Linked DNA regions of Mus musculus: all the other regions are linked to region 3. A link is a contact called in public capture Hi-C and promoter capture Hi-C data. All regions are on one chromosome and are shown on one strand. Each heading gives the region's core, a stretch centred on a gene start, on an enhancer-like site or on the middle of the called end of the contact. The rest is flanking DNA. Distances are from core to core; before and after follow the strand shown.

What was found. Promoter capture Hi-C pulls out the DNA fragments that hold promoters and counts their contacts. Capture Hi-C pulls out chosen DNA fragments and counts their contacts.
Region 1: a contact with region 3 is called in a promoter capture Hi-C map of pre-B cells. The contact joins the promoter of Setd4 here to the promoter of 2410003I16Rik in region 3. A contact is called at or near these places in 2 of 39 promoter capture datasets (hippocampal neurons and pre-B cells) and 1 of 9 other capture datasets (adipose tissue).
Region 2: a promoter capture Hi-C map of liver shows a contact between it and region 3. The contact joins the promoter of Pigp here to the promoter of 2410003I16Rik in region 3. A contact is called at or near these places in 1 of 39 promoter capture datasets (embryonic stem cells), 1 of 484 Hi-C or Micro-C datasets (embryonic stem cells) and 2 of 9 other capture datasets (liver and macrophages).
Region 4: a contact with region 3 is called in a capture Hi-C map of embryonic stem cells, with 5 times the contacts expected there. The contact joins the promoter of Ripply3 here to the promoter of 2410003I16Rik in region 3. A contact is called at or near these places in 10 of 39 promoter capture datasets (the C10 cell line, the HPC-7 cell line, cranial neural crest and 6 more), 1 of 484 Hi-C or Micro-C datasets (bone marrow-derived macrophages), 7 of 115 datasets of contacts at active chromatin or transcription factors (embryonic stem cells, epiblast stem cells and stem cell-derived neural progenitor cells) and 3 of 9 other capture datasets (adipose tissue, embryonic stem cells and liver).

Annotation. Positions count from the first base shown.
Region 1 is chr16:93,602,213-93,606,473 of GRCm38.p6, reverse strand. It overlaps Setd4 (SET domain containing 4), which reads left to right and starts at 2,659. Exons shown (of 12, transcript NM_145482.3): 1 at 2,659-2,908; 2 at 3,263-3,337.
Region 2 is chr16:94,367,736-94,371,979 of GRCm38.p6, reverse strand. It overlaps Pigp (phosphatidylinositol glycan anchor biosynthesis, class P), which reads left to right and starts at 1,430. Exons shown (of 5, transcript NM_001159618.1): 1 at 1,430-1,614; 2 at 1,788-1,891. The coding sequence starts at 1,550. It overlaps Ttc3 (tetratricopeptide repeat domain 3), which reads right to left and starts at 1,241. Exons shown (of 46, transcript NM_009441.2): 1 at 1,119-1,241.
Region 3 is chr16:94,009,287-94,013,464 of GRCm38.p6, reverse strand. It overlaps 2410003I16Rik (a long non-coding RNA gene), which reads right to left and starts at 2,810. Exons shown (of 4, transcript XR_003951876.1): 1 at 2,354-2,810; 2 at 1,955-2,032; 3 at 1-1,610.
Region 4 is chr16:94,325,433-94,329,820 of GRCm38.p6, reverse strand. It overlaps Ripply3 (ripply transcriptional repressor 3), which reads right to left and starts at 1,399. Exons shown (of 4, transcript NM_133229.2): 1 at 1,224-1,399; 2 at 400-475. The coding sequence starts at 1,324.

The DNA.
Region 1 (4,261 bases), core at 1,410-3,909, 410 kb after region 3:
GAGGGCAAGGACCTTGGTCACCCAGCAGCCTGAGTTCAATCCTTGGAACCCATGTAACCACAGGAAGCAAGAACGGTGTATGCGTGTTCTGATTGAACCCATGTCTGCGTACCATGTGCCATGCCCAGAGGGCAGAAGAGGGCACCGGGCATCAGATCCCACAGACTGGAGTCACACGAGGTTGTGAGCTGCCGAAAGTATAGTAAAACACCACGTATCCACAGCAAGACAAGCTTCCAGTTCTGTTCAGACTCCTCTTTTGTGACCTCAGGTAAATTTATTCATTCTGTATGATTTCCTTGGCATTTTAGGTTTTGTGTCCATCACAGTCAAGGCATAAAAGGATCTTGTTGGTCTTGCTTGAGCAAACACCCCTCCAGTGTCCTCGGCGCTCAGCAGTGTCACATAGATGTGGTCACACCTTGCATGGTCTGGATACCTGCTCTGTCATCCAGGATAATTTAGCTGTTTATGGTTTGCTCTTTTATATATCAGTGACTATTTGGTCTGCAATCTCCATACCCCCAGGGACTTTCTTCTGTTGCTGGAGTGAGACAGATGTTCATTGAATTATTTCAGTACAAAAGCCACGCAGGGGTAGTTCGTGGTGTATAAGGAACCTTGAGGGCAGTGCAGATCCTGCTGTCTTAATAAACAAAGTTGCAGAAGAGCATAATGAATGACAATTAGGGGGTGGGGGAGGTTTTGGGAGACAAGCTAGGGTCCTCCTGATCACTCTTGATTTATTATTTGCGCCTTGCATTAGAAACTGCCTCAATCTGTTAAAGATGTTTCAAGACAGATCAAAGCCATTCAAGATGAACTTGGCTCTTTGCCACCATGGTGGGGACTGACCTCCTCAGTGCATCCCACGGAGTGATGTACACTCTCCTCAAGGGACAATGCTGTCTTTACAGCAACCAATCAAAGGTGGCTTGTATGAGGCCCAGAGGCTTAGGGACCAGATACTGAAAATCCAGTGTCCTTCTTGCATCCTGGCTCCTCCCCATTCTCCTGACTTTCCTCTGTATCCTCCTTATCCTGACCTTTTGGCCTTTTAACCTTTTTCCCCCCTTCATCTTCTCTGGAGACAGGGTTTCTCTGTGGAGCCCTCACTGTCTTGGGATTTGCTAGGTAGAGCAGGCTAGCATAGATCCACCTGCCTCTGCCTCCAGAGTGCTGGGGTTAAAGGCATGTGCCATCATACCGAGCCCTAACTTTTTTGTTTGTTTGTTTTTTTAACAGAAGTTTCTCTTGGATCGTTTCACTGACATTACTCAGTTATTCATACAAATCAAAGCCAAAACAGTACTTCTTTTAGAGTCATGCCAGATCAAACCCCTAGAAAATGATGCTCCCTGCCAGCAGGAACTAGGTAGACAGAAACAGTCGCCCCTATCCTTTGCATATAAAGGATCTGGAACAAACACCGCACCCCCCCCCCGCGACCCCCCCTCCCAATCAAGACCCTGAAATTGAATTCAAACGTAGCGATTCAGAGATTGCAGAAATAAAAAGTAGCTGATATTGTTAGCATCAGGACCTCCCAAACCTATGACATCACATAGGCGACAGCGCGACCTGCAGCATATTCCCAGCATCCACTTGGCTCACCTCCCACCTTTACCTTCATTACGTCATTTTCCATATAAATAAGGAGAACGCCCCCTCTGTCACTCCCTCTTTTCTCTTTCCGCCGCCACCTCGTCCCTCTCTCTCAATAAAACCTCTTCCACGTGGAACTGTTTTGGCCTAGTATGCTGTTAAGACGCGACCTGACATTCTAACACATCAGATATCTATCCCAGTGGCAGTGGTTGCAAAAACGTACAACAGGCGCTGTAGTGTCAGAACCCAGCTTTCTCATTCTGTCCCTTTCTCCCTTCCACATCCTTAGCTACAAAAACTCCAGCTTAAAGCATGAAATGTGCCTTTTCCTGACCTCTGGTCTTTATGTGACAAAGTCCCGTGCTTGGATCGCGACATGCAGAGCTAGAACTAGAAAACCCACTTCTTTGAGTAAAGCTTGCTCCTCGCTGTTTGAGGACGTCTAAATTCTCTCTCTCTCTCTCTTTTTATTTCTTCCCATAATCCTAATTCGTACTTTTACTCTGACCCTAACAGTTCCAGTAACAGTCTTGGGACAAGACAGAAATGCCTTCATAGTGGATAAGAGGAAAGGCGGGGGACAGGCTGTCTGGGAGAATGGACCGCCTGGGTCCTGGCAGCTGGAGGGCAGGGCAAGGTGGGGATCAGGTAAGCCAGTCTGGTGGAGGGGGCAGGAAGTCGGAGGAAGAAAGGACACGGTGAGGAAAGACTTCCCGTTGGCTATTTGGAGCATGGGTCAGCAGCTATGCTCATCGCGTTATGGCGTAGCTGTGGAGGCCTGGGAGTTGCGCATGCGCGTGCCAGAGGCGTAGGCTCGCCGCACCGCAGCCGCTTTCTCCGTAGCTGGTGGAGCGGTCTGCGTCCGTACCCCGGCTTCGCCGCGGTTTCTAAGGTAAGCAGGAGCACTTCCGGTGGGCCTGGCGTTGCCTGGGCAACGGGAGCGGGGTTCCGTTGGCTTTTTTGAGTTCTGTGTAGCTCCAGACCCCAATTTCCTCTGCGCGTGTGGAACCTCTCCCGGAACGGAAGTCAGGACCAGAGCGACTACTGCGCAGGCGTGGTGTGCGGCCAGCGGGCCTGGGTTGGTTCGCTGGTGCGGGTGGCATGGATTGATTGATGTCCGGTCCGTCCAGGACTGCGAGCCAGGACGGCGCTGTGGCGTGTGGCCATCACTGAGGCCCCGGTGGCAAGCAGGGGGCAGGGCTGCGGTGGAACTGCGCGTCCTTGTGCACCACACGTGGGCTCCAGGACGGACCTGGTGCCTGGCTCCAGACTGACTCGTAAAGCAAGTCTTGCTGCCGAGGTAGATTAAACTACCTGGGCGGCTTGGTGGGCGGTCCTTTCCTGCCCTCCTTTATTTTTAGAGTAGATTTTAAAATCATTTCCACTGGTTTGGCACATGTTAGATGGATGTCACTTTAGTACGGTACAGGGTAGGATGGAAGTAGTAAAGGCTGTTAAGAATGCTGGACGTGGTGGCGCACGCCTTTAATCCCAGCACTTGGGAGGCAGAGGCAGGCAGATTTCTGAGTTCAAGGCCAGCCTGGTCTACAGAGTGAGTTCCAGGACAGCCAGGGCTACACAGAGAAACCCTGTCTCGAAAAACCAAAAAAAAAAAAAAAAAAAAAAAAGAATGCTTTCATATAATGTTCTCTAGGGCGTTTTGTTACAGAGTCCTGGCATTCTTTTTACCCAGAGGCAGGACCCAAAGGGGTTTATCTTATGTATAAAGGTAAGTTGCCTACAGGTATGTCTACGCACCACACGCTTGCAGTGTATAGAGAGGCTAGAAGAGGACATTGGATCCCCAGGCAGTGGAGTTACACATACGGGTGCTAGGAACTGAACCCTGATCTGCAGGAGCCCCTTGCGCTCTTAACCCCGGAGCTATCTCTCCAGCTGCCCACTCCCCGCCCCTATCTTTTAAACTAGAATTTTCTTCAACTTTAGTGTTACTCAGTATTTCTTGTATGGTTTTAAATGTTAGCATGTATCTTCCAAGGACGCTTGCCTGTGTTTCTGTTGTTAGTTTCTACAGTTGGTCTACACTCTTGTCTGTTCCTGGATCTTTCCTTTTTGGCCTCTGAGAGGCTAATGTGGAATGGAGTCATTTTATGTCTTCCGGTCTCTCTGCCTTGTGCTCTCTTTAGTCTACTGCGAATGCCCATTTTAATCATTCTGACCTTTAGAGCTAAAAATCCACTTTACACCGAGTGGGGCTTATTTATTTTTTCTAAGACTTTTGAACTGATGGGTGCTTCATAATGACCGGGTATTTTTTGTATTAGTTATTATTTTATGTGCATAGATGTTTTGCCTTCGTTTTCTTCTGTGCACTGAGCTGTGTCTCCAGTCCCTGTGTGTTCTTCAGCACAGTTACGTAGCACTATACTAAATGTTCACTAGCATTGAGCTGTGAAAGTCACCAGAGGATATGTTTAGAAAATCAGCTGTGAGATTTTAGTCGGTAGGGCCTCCTGATGGTTTTGTTTGCTCCTTTTAAAGCAGTGGTTCTCAACCTTCCTGATGCTGCTATCCTTAAATACAATTCCTGATGATATAGTGACCCCAGCCATAAAATAATTTTGCCGCTATTTCATAACTGTATTTTTGCTACATTATGAATCATAGTGTACATGTCCAATATGAAGCATAT
Region 2 (4,244 bases), core at 181-2,680, 360 kb before region 3:
ACGTGTTCTAACTAGAGCTGTGGTTGTGAGAAAACTGCCCCGGAGAGAGCAGTAAAACCTGTATGATTTCAACCCTGTTCCCTTGATCCCTCGCCAGAGTCCAGAGCTTTAAAAGGCTGCTATAAACACCCTGCAATACCCAGTGTTAGCCATCGCCTGGTGAGAGGCACAAGCACAAACGGTGGAAAGAATTTGCAAACTGAAGGACGTCTGGAAACTACAAGCTTCTGAGAAAGGTACCGTGCAGTGGTACCGACACACCCTCGGCTTCATTTTGGTCCTTTGTCCCCCCACCCCCCTAGTCTGTCCCCTCCCCAATAGGAGATGGCAGCCCAGGCCTCAGTGACGTCGCCAGCACTGCGGAGCAGCAGCCCTGCGCAGGCGTAGGAAAAGGCTGCAGGTGGGGAGGTGGGGTGGGGGGCAGCTCTGCGTCCCTCCCGGGTCCTCCCAGAAACGGGGGTGGGGGTGGGGGGGAGAGGCGCGCACACACAGACCAGGGGCAGCGCGCACGCGCGTCACCGCAATTCCAACCCCGCGCACGCCACAGGGCCCCTACACAGCGCACCTTTGGGGACCCTCGAGGACGCACGCGCGCGCCTGCCACTGCAGCCTGCCGCAGCGGCGGGTGGGCGGGCGCGCGCGGGTGCTGAGGAGGGGGCGCGCACACCACAGGGAAGGCAGTGACAAAGGTGGGAGGGGAACCACCATCCTCAGAGGATGAGAAGGACGCCCACGCCGTCGTAGGGAAGGGAGAGCGTAGGAACAAAGCGGGCCAGCCGCAGACCCAGAGGCGCGTCCCCGAGCGCTCGGAACGCGGGAACGGGTACCTGACCCGGGATGTCACCCGCACGCCAGGCGACGCGCACACAAAAGACCCCCCTTCTACCGTTAAGGACGCCCGAGGGTCACTGGACAAAGGGAACACACCCACAAGGGCAAGGGCGGCCACACCCCCTCAGCGCGCGGGCGCTCGGCGAGACGCGCGGCGACGCGCACACCCACACTCACCACACACCCACGGAGGGAGGTGTGGAGCGCCCCGATGCCCGGGCATCTCGGCTGCGGCGGGACGCGCAGACGCTTCCGTGAGCCCCGCCGCGCGCAGGGTCTGCACTCACCCGGGCCCGCAGCCCGCGAGCCTCAGACGCGGGCTGCCGACGCCTCCGGCCCTCCACGTCAACCAGACCCGCAGAGCGAACGCTCCGCGGCTCCTGAGGCGGGCGGGTCACGTGGCTTAGGGTGCGCATGCGCAGTCGCCGCGTCGCCCCCTCAGCTCGGTGGGGTGGGTGGTGAGACCGTGCTAGCCCCCTCGCTGCGGTCGCGGTGCGCCTGCGCCAAGCGGCGGGGGCGCCTGCCAGCCTCTGCTTTTCCTCAGGTTTTTTTTTTTTTTTAATTTCCGCCCACGCTGCGGGGGTAGCTGAGCCGCGCCTGCGCATTGGACTGAGTGGGGCTGAAGGGTGGGGACGGGTGGGCGTCGGTGCTCGCAGGACTCAAGGTCCCGGGCCTCCTGTTTCCTCTGAGCCTCACGAAGGCTGGGACAGGGCCCATCATGAGAGGGCAGGACTCGGGGCCTCTGTCCAGCCCGGGCCCCTTCCTCGCCTCAGAGGGTCCGAGGTGCGCATTTTCCCCGCAGCGCGCGCTCCCGCCGCCCCCTCAGCTGCAGTGGCGCGCGCGCGCGAACATCCGCAGTGGCTGTGTCCGCAGCAAGCGATGAGATTATGTAACAGACCATTGGTGAAGGGGGGCGGGGGGAGATGTCTGACGACGATTGTGTTCCTTTTCCACAGATTGTCTAAAGCCACAGGGAAGATGGTGGAAAATTCACCGTCGCCATTGCCAGAAAGAGCGATTTATGGCTTTGTTCTTTTCCTAAGCTCACAATTTGGCTTCAGTAAGTACTGGAATGATGGATGGCCAAGGCCCTTAATGGTATTGAGAACCAGGAAATAATGTGTTTGTCCTTAGAACGTACACACATGAACTGTTGATTCTTTCTACCTGTGTCTCTTCACGAGTCCTAAAAGGGGTACCGTTTGTTTGCTCAGTTTATGTATGCAGTTCTAGATGAACTCTCCAATATTTATTTAGCACTAGGCTTGATGCTAATGTGAATAAAACCTGGCCCCAATCCTTGAGGTCATAGTCATGTGGAGAAGCATAGTAAACCCACAGTTCAGAGAGCATGATGAGTGCCCTGGAAGAGCCTTGGAAGGTTTAGAAATTGGGGTTAGCTACCTCCAGGCCACTCCCTGGCAGTTCTATCAGAATAAGTCAGGAAGGACCATGGATAGAGTCTCTGAGTGAAGGCCTGTGAAGGTTTGGAAGTGAGATGCTTATAGCTCCAGGATAGCATGCTGTAGCTGAAGAGTGAAGATAATGGGCCAGAGAAGTCAGGTGTAAGAATGTACCCTTAACGTCTGGGATCTGCATTAATGCCCACAATGTTCCATTTTGTAGATGAGGCCACTGAGGCTTACAAAACAAAACAAAACAAAAACAAAGAACAAAAACAAACTTAATATGACCAACTCAACAAACAGAACCAAAGTCCCTCTTCAAATAGTTTGGAAGATATGAGGCAATCAAGTGGTAGAAAATTGAATGCCCACAATCCAACCTGGTCCTTGATAGAAATCAGAATGTCTATGTGGAGGTATCCTTCCCAATTCTTAAGTGAAAAGTACTAGCTTAGCTGTAGTGTAGTGGGATGAAGAAGCTACAGTTACTGGCTCTTTCGTGGAATCATTGTTTGGCCTGAGAGCTTTGTGTTTTGCATGAAGTGAACCTGTGAAGTAGGTGCTGCCTTGCTTCCTCAGTTTAAAGATGGGAATACTGAATTTAAGTAACTTGATCAAAGCCAAATAGCAACAGGACTGGAATTAGAACAGGTATACTGGCAGACTTCACTCTACTGAAGTCCTTTGACTCTTGTATTAACTTGGGTAATTTATGCAAAGAAGCTGCTTAATAAACATTAGCTGCCCTTTATTTCTATAAATTACTATTCAAAGAGGATTTTAAGGATTGGAATCTACAAGCATGTTAGATAAACCAAAACCTAATTGAAGAATTTACTGAGCACTTACTATGTATCAGACAGTGTTAGAGGCCAGGGAAAGGTAAAATAACCAAACCTTGTCTGCCTTCATTTGAGCTTTCTGCATACTTGGAGACGACAGATAAGTAAAACATATCCAGGAAGCAAAACAGGGATAGGGTGGAGGAGATTAAGGAGCAGGAAGAGCCCTCCTCATGTGCTGTGCTGCTGTGTGCTATCTTTTAATACTACAACTTACCATGCAGAAAGGAAAAGATCTCTGTAAGCATCTTTGTTCGGCACCAGAAGCTTACAGAAAGCACAAACCATCTCTTCAGGAGTTACTGTATTCCAGTCTTGGCATACAAAGCTCTGTAACACTTCATTCTTAAGACAAAACCCACCACTGCTGATGTAGCCTGAAACCTGTCTCCACCACTTCCTTTGTACAAATGAGTCCTTTCTTGTGTATAAAAATATACATGTGCGTCTCAGGACTGTTTTGAGGATTAAACGAGTTAGTCCATGTGGAGAAGTTTAGAATCTATTGTTAAAACACGGAGACAGCAGAAAAGGAGCCTACAAGACTGGGTATTGGTAGAAAGAAGATTGTACATAGACAGTCAGAACCAGAGGTGACAAGTTCCCTTTAAGCAACTACTTCTTAAGTAATTACTTCTTCCCTATGGAGAAACAATGAGCATGTAAAATGCAGGAGCAAATTCTAGCAATAAGTTCCTAAGAAATATGTCCATAGACTTTTTTTAAATTATCATTAAATTTGCTTACAATTCAAATGATATCCCCCTTCCCCGTTACCCCTCCACAAATCCCCCATCCCATCCCTCCTCTCTCCCCTCCCCTTTGCCTCTATGAGGGTGCTCCCCCACCCACTCACCCACTCCTGCCTCACCACTCTAGCATCCCCCTATGCTGGGGCATCAAGCCTCCACAGGACCAAGGACCTTCCCTCCTAATCATGTCGGATAAGGCCAATCTCTGCAGGATACTTATCTGGACCCATGGATCCCTCCATGTAAACTCTCTGTTGGTGGTTTAGTCTCTGGGAGTGCTGGGTGGTAGCCTTAGACTTTTTAAAGTACAGTATAAAAGCTAAGACACTAAAAACGTGTTAATATGGTAATTATGGTAAGTATTCTAAGACTGGTACAAATAAGGAGCTACAGATCCTGAATTTTGAGAGAGT
Region 3 (4,178 bases), core at 1,561-4,060:
GCCACACCTTGATCAGAGAGCTTTTTCTGTAAGACACAAAGTCCTCTCAGTTTGGCAGTTCCTCAGAAAACTGGACATAGTACTACCTGAGGACCCAGCAATACCTCTCCTGGGTATATACCCAACATGTAAGAAGGACACATGCTCCACTATGTTCATAGCAGCCTTATTTATAATAGCCAGAAGCTGGAAAGAACCCAGATGTCCCTCAACAGAGGAATGGATGCAGAAAATGTGGTAAGTTTACACAATGGAGTACTACTCGGCTATTAAAAACAATAAATTTATGAAATTTGTAGGCAAATGGATGGATCTGGAGGATATCATCGTGAGTGAGGTAACCCAGTCACAAAAGAACCCACATGATATGCACTCACTGATAAGTGGTGATAAGAAGCCCAGAAGTTTGGAATACCCAAGATACAATTCACAAACCATATGAAACTCAAGAAGAAGAAAGACCGAAGTGTGGATACTTCAATGCATCTTAGAAAGGGGAACAAAACACCCATGGAAGGAGTTACAGAGACAAAGTATGGAGTAGAGACTGAATGAATGATCATCCAGAGACTGCCCCACCTGGGGATTCATCCCATAAACAACCACCAAAAACAGACACTATTGTGGATGCCAACAAGTGCTTGCTGACAGGAGCCTGATATAGCTCTCTCCTGAGAGGCTCTGCCAGTGCCTCACAAATACAGAAGTGGATGCTCATAGCCATCCATTGGACTGAGTACAGGGTCCCCAATGGAGGAGCTAGAAAAAGGACCCAAGGAGCTGAAGGGGTTTGCAGCCCCATGGGAGGAACAACAATATGAACTAACCAGTACCCCCAGAGCTCCCGGGACTAACCACCAACCAAAGAGCACACATGGTGGGACTCATGGCTTCAGCTGCATATGCAGTAGAGGATGGCCTAGTCGGATATCAGTGGGAGGAGAAGCCCTTGGTCCTAAGAAGGCTCTGTGCCCCAGTGTGGGGGAATGCCAGGACCAGGAAGCAGGAGTGGGTGGGTTGGTGAGTGGGAAGAGTGGGGAGGTTGCTTTTCCGGAGGGGAAACCAGGAAAGGGGATAATATCTGAAATGTAAATAAAGAAAATGTCCAATTAAAAAAGAAAAAGAAAAAAAAAAAGACATAAAGTCCACTGGCTTACTCTGACGACCAGGCTGCCCACCCCAAGGTCACTCAGAACTCAAGGCCATTCTCCTTGTAAGTGGGTTTGCATCATCTCTCCCTTAGCCCAGTCTCCCCAGGTCTAACCTCAAGCAGTTAAGCACATGGGCTGAGAGTCTGTCATTTCAATCACCCACTCACTGTAAGAAAGCCAAGGTGATACGCAAGGCTTTGTGGTCCTTGGCTTGCGGTTGGAGGATGCTCCAGCATCTTTACACTGCTGCAGAGCTGACAGCTCACACGGGATTCCAGGAAGCCGTTCGGCTGTCTTTTTGAGAACTGTGGAGTCCTGAGGTTTGGAGGCTCCAAAGCAGGTCTTGTTGCTCTGGGACCAAATTTAAACTCCAACAGAATGGAATGTCCTATCTCTAGAGACTTCCTTTCTTGGAGATTTAAGGTCCCTTCCTAACAGATGGTCTGTTGAGGGCAGAACCTGGGTCAAAGACAAAGTGGTGAATGTCGGATTAGCAATAAGAAACCTCACAAAACACACTAGGATGCCTTGAAACGCATAGGTAGGGAAGGGGGAGGCGAGCAGAAACTGAGGACCACATTTGACTTTGGGTGTAATTTCTGCACCCCCCGCCCCGACATCACCCCCCCCCTCATGTCCCTCCCCCACGATCCAGCCTGGTTTTTACTTCACTCTCCTGCTGCCTCTGTGACTTCAGTGACTGCTTTCCCCATCTGTTCCTCATCCTGTCTCCTGCCCCCTCTAGCCCCCCCTTGTCCCCTACCCCCCCTACCCCCGCGCAGAAATGGAGCCTTTCTCCCAACCTGTTTCTTTCTGCTGCTGACCCATTGCCACGGCAACTCTGCAGCGCAGCAACATACTTCCTCTTCCAGTTCTTGGCACTTCAGAGTAAAAGACAAAAAAAAAAAAAAAAAAAAGTCTGCTGCAGTGGTGCAAATCTCCCCCTTCTTCAGTGTGTTCACTCAGAAAGCACAGCTCAGCCCCTGTTTCTCGCTCCTAATCTCTGCTTCTCCTTCTGAGATTTATAGCTCAGATATATGTCTGCCCCTTCTTCAAGCTAGCTACAGGCTGGTGTCTTCATCCATCACCCTGCCTGCTATCCATCTCACACCGTGGTCAGTCCTCGAGGGCCTGCTGCACCGGCTCACCCTCTTCCCGTTTGCCTGGTGCGTTCCTTTTTCCTTTCTTCTTCTCCTCCTCACCTTAGTTCTCTTCCTCCTCCTTTTTCGTCTTCTTGCTCGTTTGTTTGTTTTTGAGACGGGGTCTTACTGCGTAGTTCTAACTAGCCTGAAACTCCGAGATCTGCCGGTCTCTCCATCCTGAGTGCTGGGATTTAAGGTTTGTGCCACCAGGGCCAGCCTCCTTGCATTTTTCTAATGGAAATTTTACACCTCCCCAGAGGACAGCAGTGTCAGGCACCTGCCTGGCCACCTAACATGGGTGAGGTGGGGTGGGGAAGAGTCCTTGTCTTTTCAGCAGCATCAGGCACCTGCCTGGCCACCTAGCCTGGGCCTCCTTGTCATCTCAGCAGCATCAGGCACCTGCCTGGCCACCTAGCCTGGGCCTCCTTGTCTTCTCAGCTGTTTGCCGTTGCACATAGTTCCCAGAGGGTGTTGGGAGGAACAACAGTCCCAAAGAATGGTCTACCAAATGAAGCACCATTCAGTAAAGAAATTGTTTCCTTAAACACACGGTCCCTAAAGACAAACAAGCATAGAGCTCGTTATTGGGGTCACATGGGCAAACATGCCTTGGGGACAGTTCATTCTGTGTGTCAACTTGGTTGGGCATGATCCAGATATGAGTCCAAAAGTTATCCTGGATGTTTCTGTGAGAATGTTTGTTTCTGTCTCAGGGCAGGCAGAAACCTGGAGGCAGGGGTTAATGCAGAGGCCGTGGAAGGGTGCTGCTTACTGGCTTGCTCGCCATGGTTTGCTCAGCCTGCTTTCTTATAGAACCAGGACCATCAGCCCAGAGATGGCCCCGCCCACAATGGGCTGGGCCCTCCCCCATCAATCACTAATCAAGATATCCCCTGTAGCTGAATCTTACCGAGGCACTTTCTTAATCAAGGCTCCCTCCTTTCAGGTGACTCTAGCTTGTGTTGAGTTGACATAAAAACTAGCCAGCACAGTTAAATCGATACAGTAGACAGCAGAGGGCATTATGCCCATGATGTAGGTGGCCTCATTTCGTTAGCTGGAGACCTAAATAGACAGGAAAAAAAAAAAAAACCCACTGCCAAGGGGGTACTCTGTTTAGGGAATGGTCTTGAAGTCGAACCACACTATTGACTCTCTGAGGGACTTTAATTAGTATATGTGCATGTATGAGTTAGTCTGTGCTCCTCAGCTAGCCTGTGCACCTGTGCGCTGTCTGTGGAGATCAATATCAAGTGTCCCCCTCAGTTGCTAGCCACCTTACTTTTTGAGAGAGGGTCTCTCACTGAGCCAGCTTGGCTGCCGGTTGGTCGAGCTCCGGAATTTGTCTCCCTGCACCCACCCACCCGGGGGTGACAGGCATGCATAGCCATGCTCAGCTTTTTCTTTATGCTTGCACGACAGTTTACCCACGAAGCACTCTCCAGGTCCTTGTCTGTCAGTATTTCTAAGCTCACTTTAAAGATCAAAACAGGCACAAGACACATATGCAAGGTCATTCATAATGGGGAACAGAGCTGGGACCCAGCTGGCCCGTGTGCCTGCAGGCTGCTTAGCTTCACAATCTGCCTGCCTTTCCCTGGTGCCAGGGTGGAGTCTCTTATACCAAAGTGTCTTGTGCATGTGGTATTGATAAGCTTGGGTAGTAGGTAGACCGAGTGGCTGAAGAAACGGGAAGCAGTGTGCATGCCCAGCCTTAAGCAAGTGTGGACTAATGTGAGTCTTGTCTTCTGCTGGACAAGACCTATCTAGACCCCAGGCTTCAGTGGAGATGAACACACCATGGAGGTGACCTGGGCAGTGACCAGGTGATGGGGGACAATTCCCCTGGCAATAAAGTCATTTACAAGTTAATCTTTACTTTCAG
Region 4 (4,388 bases), core at 150-2,649, 320 kb before region 3:
GGCACCTGAGGTGGATGGAGGTCTGCCTGCTTTGCAGTGTGGTACATAATCAGCTTTTCTCTAAGGGGGCTGGGCTTTGCCCCTCCCTCCCCCATGCTCTGGTTTATAGAAGAACCCTCCTCTCCCACCGCTGCATGTAATTACCATGCAAAGCCCATGTCCTCAGCTGTTTGCTTTTCAAGGACGGAGGAGCAATCGCGAGCCCAGTGGGCCCATTAGCACCTCCGTTCACTCTGGGCTCTACCCACCAGACCTTCAGGAACTTACTTGTGGGTTAGGCCAAGCTAAGCACGAGAGAGGAGTCCTTCCCCCGGGTTTTGGTTTTGTTTTCAAAGTTATTATAGACGTGGTGCCGCTTTCTGGATTGACTATTGCCTACAACAGTCACATTTAGCTTACCGGACGTTCAGTTCTGGTCAGTTCAGCATCTCCGGGGGGAGGCGACATCCACGGTCTCCACGGGGCTGGAATGGAACTGGAAACAAGCACCAGGAGAGACTGAACTCCTGGCGTTTCTGCCGCCCCGCCCCCCCAAAGGTTACTATGAGGTTGATACCATAGTGTCTGTTTGACAAAGAGTCCCTGCACACACCATGATCCCTTAAGGTCTGTCTGCCGATGGGCCAGTCAGTACTTTACCTGTTCCTGCCTCCTGAAGAATTCTCCGGGCTCTGCTTCCTAGTACACTCTGAGATGGGAAGCCCCAAATCTAACCTATTATTAGGGCGCGTGTGAGTGGAGATTATTTTTTCTCCTAGCAAATCTCTCATTGATACCTCAAATTTTTCTAATACAGATGGTTGGTTTCAAGTACACCACCTCTGCTGCTGGAGACTCCTTAGACTACTATGCCAAAGGCGTTTCTGCATCGCCAAACTGCTCCGCTTCCTACCTACCCAGCTAATCTGATTTCCTTAAACTTCACAGCTTTAAAGATAGCGATGTCCCTGGATGGGCAAACACCGATCCCCAGCGTAGGGCAGGAGACTGTCACTTTGTGATAGACCGCAGGATCCTTTTATAAATTTCTTATGGGGCCCCCAGCCTTCAGTATTTTCCAGCTGGATCAATTTCAGATCCTCAATACACGCAAGTGTTGCCCATTTCCTTGCCAGATATCCGCGGGGTCCCTGCACTTCAGACAGGAGTTTGCAGTAGTCGATCTCAGGTTAAGGAGCTCAGTGTCTGGGTGCACCTCCACCGGGGCCACAGGACACCCTCACCTTTCGGGCCCGCGTGGCAGCGGTAGCCTCCCGGGATCATCCCCCGGACAGTGGCAGAGGCGTCCCCGCGCCTCCCGGACTCCGGCCGCCTCCGGTCTCATGGTGCGGGTGTCGCGCGAATCTCTCAGCCCGACGGCGCCTGGTCCCCCTGGCTGAACGCGCTCACCTACCCGCTCACTCGGCGCCAGGTTTAAAAACTGGGGCGGGGCGGGGAGGGGACTCGGGGAAACTGCGCCCCGTGGGGAGGGGGAGGGCAAGGGACCTCGGGAAGGGACGGAGGAAGCAGAGGGTGGAGACCAGAAAGGCTCAAGGAAGAGAGCAGGGTCGGGACGGCGGGGAGGGGTGTGTGTCCAGAGTGGAGAAAGGACAAAAGAAAACCAGGAGGGTCACTGGCGGAGCGGGAAGCGCAGGGCGGGACAGACGGCCTACAGGGCCTCCGAGATGACGGGTGGCGGCTGCGCGTCCCGGGGAACAATTTTCCCCACTGCTGAGCAACTCCTGGGGCCGCTGCCCTCGGGGCTCTGATCCCTAAAAGCATGAAGCCCCACCCCGCACCCCAGTTCTCCCAGAGTTTCCCTTTCAGCACTGTGAGAGGTGGTGAGTGTGGGGCACAGAGTCCTCGCTACACCGAGGGTCAGGACAGCTCCACGAGTGGGTGACAGCTGGGTTTACGAAGCCAGGCGAGGGTTTAGGCGCAACCTCCGCACCGACGAAAGCCTTAAGATGGGGGAGGGGTGCTTCCTGTTAGGGGTCACCAGTCAGGACCCCGGGTACCCCTTTGCCCAATAACCTGTTCTCCAGTGCCAGGTGACTGCATGTGAACACTGTAGCTTGGTCTGTGTCATTTAAATTAAGTGACTCGGGTTTTAAAAACCGAGAGGGGTGGGGAATAAAATGTTTTCGAATGGTTTATTTAAGATCTGGGGAATATTTAACACCAATTAAGGGCAAATAGGAAAGAGGGAGTATTTACAAATTTTATTTACAGTATTAAAAGCCCTGAATATAAAGCAGGAAGCTGGGAGTGAGCAAACAATGTGAACTCACGAACACAGTTAAGGTGTCAGTGGTTTCTTGTTGTTTTAATAAAAAAACACCTAGATGTGGGTGCCTTTTAAAGAACTTTGATAACGTGTATCTGTGAGCCCAAAGAATGAAAAGGTATCTAGTGACAGCCAAGTGTTCCCAATAGTATGTAAAGGATGGGGGTATGTTATATAGCTGATAAAAACACACTCATGTTGAGCCATCACTCAGGAGGCAGAGGCAAGGGGATCTCTGTGAGTTCAAGGCCAGCCTGGTCTACAGAGTGAGTTCCAGGACAGTCTAAGGATGCACAGAGAAACCCTGTCTCAGAAACTTAAATAAATAAATAAATAAATTTGTGCAGGTCTCTTTTCTCTCCTAGTCCTGTGTCTGAAATCCAGGAACTCTACGGAGTCCTGAACACTATGGAAAATTAGATAAAAGGTTATTTTTAGATCATTTTATCTTATGTGTGTTTTACCTGCATGCAGGTCTGCCCACCATGTTACCTTTCCATCCTCTGGAACTGGAGTTACAGACGGTTGTGAGCCACCATATGGCCGTTGAGAACCAAATCTGAGTCCTCTGCAAGAGCAACAAGTGCCCTTAACCATTGAGCTGTGTCTCCAGCCCCTAGATACAAGGTTTAGAAAGAGGAGCTGCTTAGGGTAACTTTGTTTTTACATTTGTTTGTTTGTTTGTTTGCTTATGTGTATGGGCAAGACATGTGGGGGCCAGAAGACATCTTGTGGGGGGCTGCTCTTTCTGTCTCCCAGGTGGATTCTGGGATGAAGCTCAGCATTTCTTGGCTTCTTTATCTGATGAGTTATCTTACTGACCCAGCTTTAAGGATTTTTAAAATGTTTTCTAAATTTTCAACAATGAACGTATTGCTTTTTTTACTGTTGCAAAATAGAATTCAAACTTACCATTTTAATCGTTTTCAAATCTACACTTAAGTGAGTGAGATAAAGCACTCACATCCCCTTCCCATACCCACTTCATCCCAGATGCTTTTTTGTTTGTTTGTTTGTTTGTATTTTTTTGGTTTTTCGAGACAGGGTTTCTCTGTGTAGCCCCAGCTGTCCTGGAACTCACTTTGTAGACCAGGCTGGCCTCGAACTCAGAAATCTGCCTGCCTCTGCCTCCCGAGTGCTGGGATTAAAGGCATGCACCACCACCGCCTGGCTCCCCAGAAGGTTTTGATCCCACACTGAAGCTGCCCCTGCTTTGGACCTAGATTCCCCTCCCCCACCCTGGGTAACCACTACTCTAATTTCTGTATCTATAAAAGTAACTGTTGTGTTCCTTTGTGAAGTATATAATGTTATCATCCTCATTCCAAGCCTACAAATTAGGCATTATCTTCAGTCTGCAGATTAAGAAACCATATCTTGTTCCTGGGTAGGAGAGATGGCTCAGTGGTTCAGAGCCTGTAACTGATCCTGCAGAGGACTGGGGTTCAAGTACTCATATTAGGTGTTTCTCGACAAGCTGTAACTTAAGGGAATCTAACGCTCTCTCATGTGGGCACCAGCATTCATGGGCACATACCTGCATGTTGTGCCAGGAAGCATTTGTGAGCCCCAAAAGACTACCAAGGAGCTGACTCTGATGTAATTGCATTAGGGTCTGTTTATTACAACTTGAGCTTGGGCACTCTGTCAACCCTGAGACAGCAGGACGGGAAGGTAGAGCAGCCCCGAGCCCTCACCAGGATAAGGTTTTATAGGGAATGACAAGCAAACAAGGGGGGTTAAGCCAACAGGTGGGTGCTTTGAAGCAAAACCACGAACAATCACAAATGGGCTGAAAGTACATTTGAAACAATCAGACTAATCTTTGATTGACTGTTGCTAGGAAGTAGCTCGGGAGTAACCCTTGGGGTATGAGCCAAGGATAAGCCATGGGGTCCTTCCTGGTACTTGGGAGTGGCTTGCGTTCAGCTGTAGGACAAATTTTCAGACTCTTTCTTTTAAGATGGAGGCCGGTTCCAAGATGGAGTAGGTTTGGTCTCCCATGCTCTCTAGACACACGGGCAAACATAGTTTTAAAAGTAGAAGAAGCTGGTATTCAGAAAGATTAAGTAACCAGAAAATTAAATAATTTCGAAAGATTAAAAAAAAATAACAGCACCAG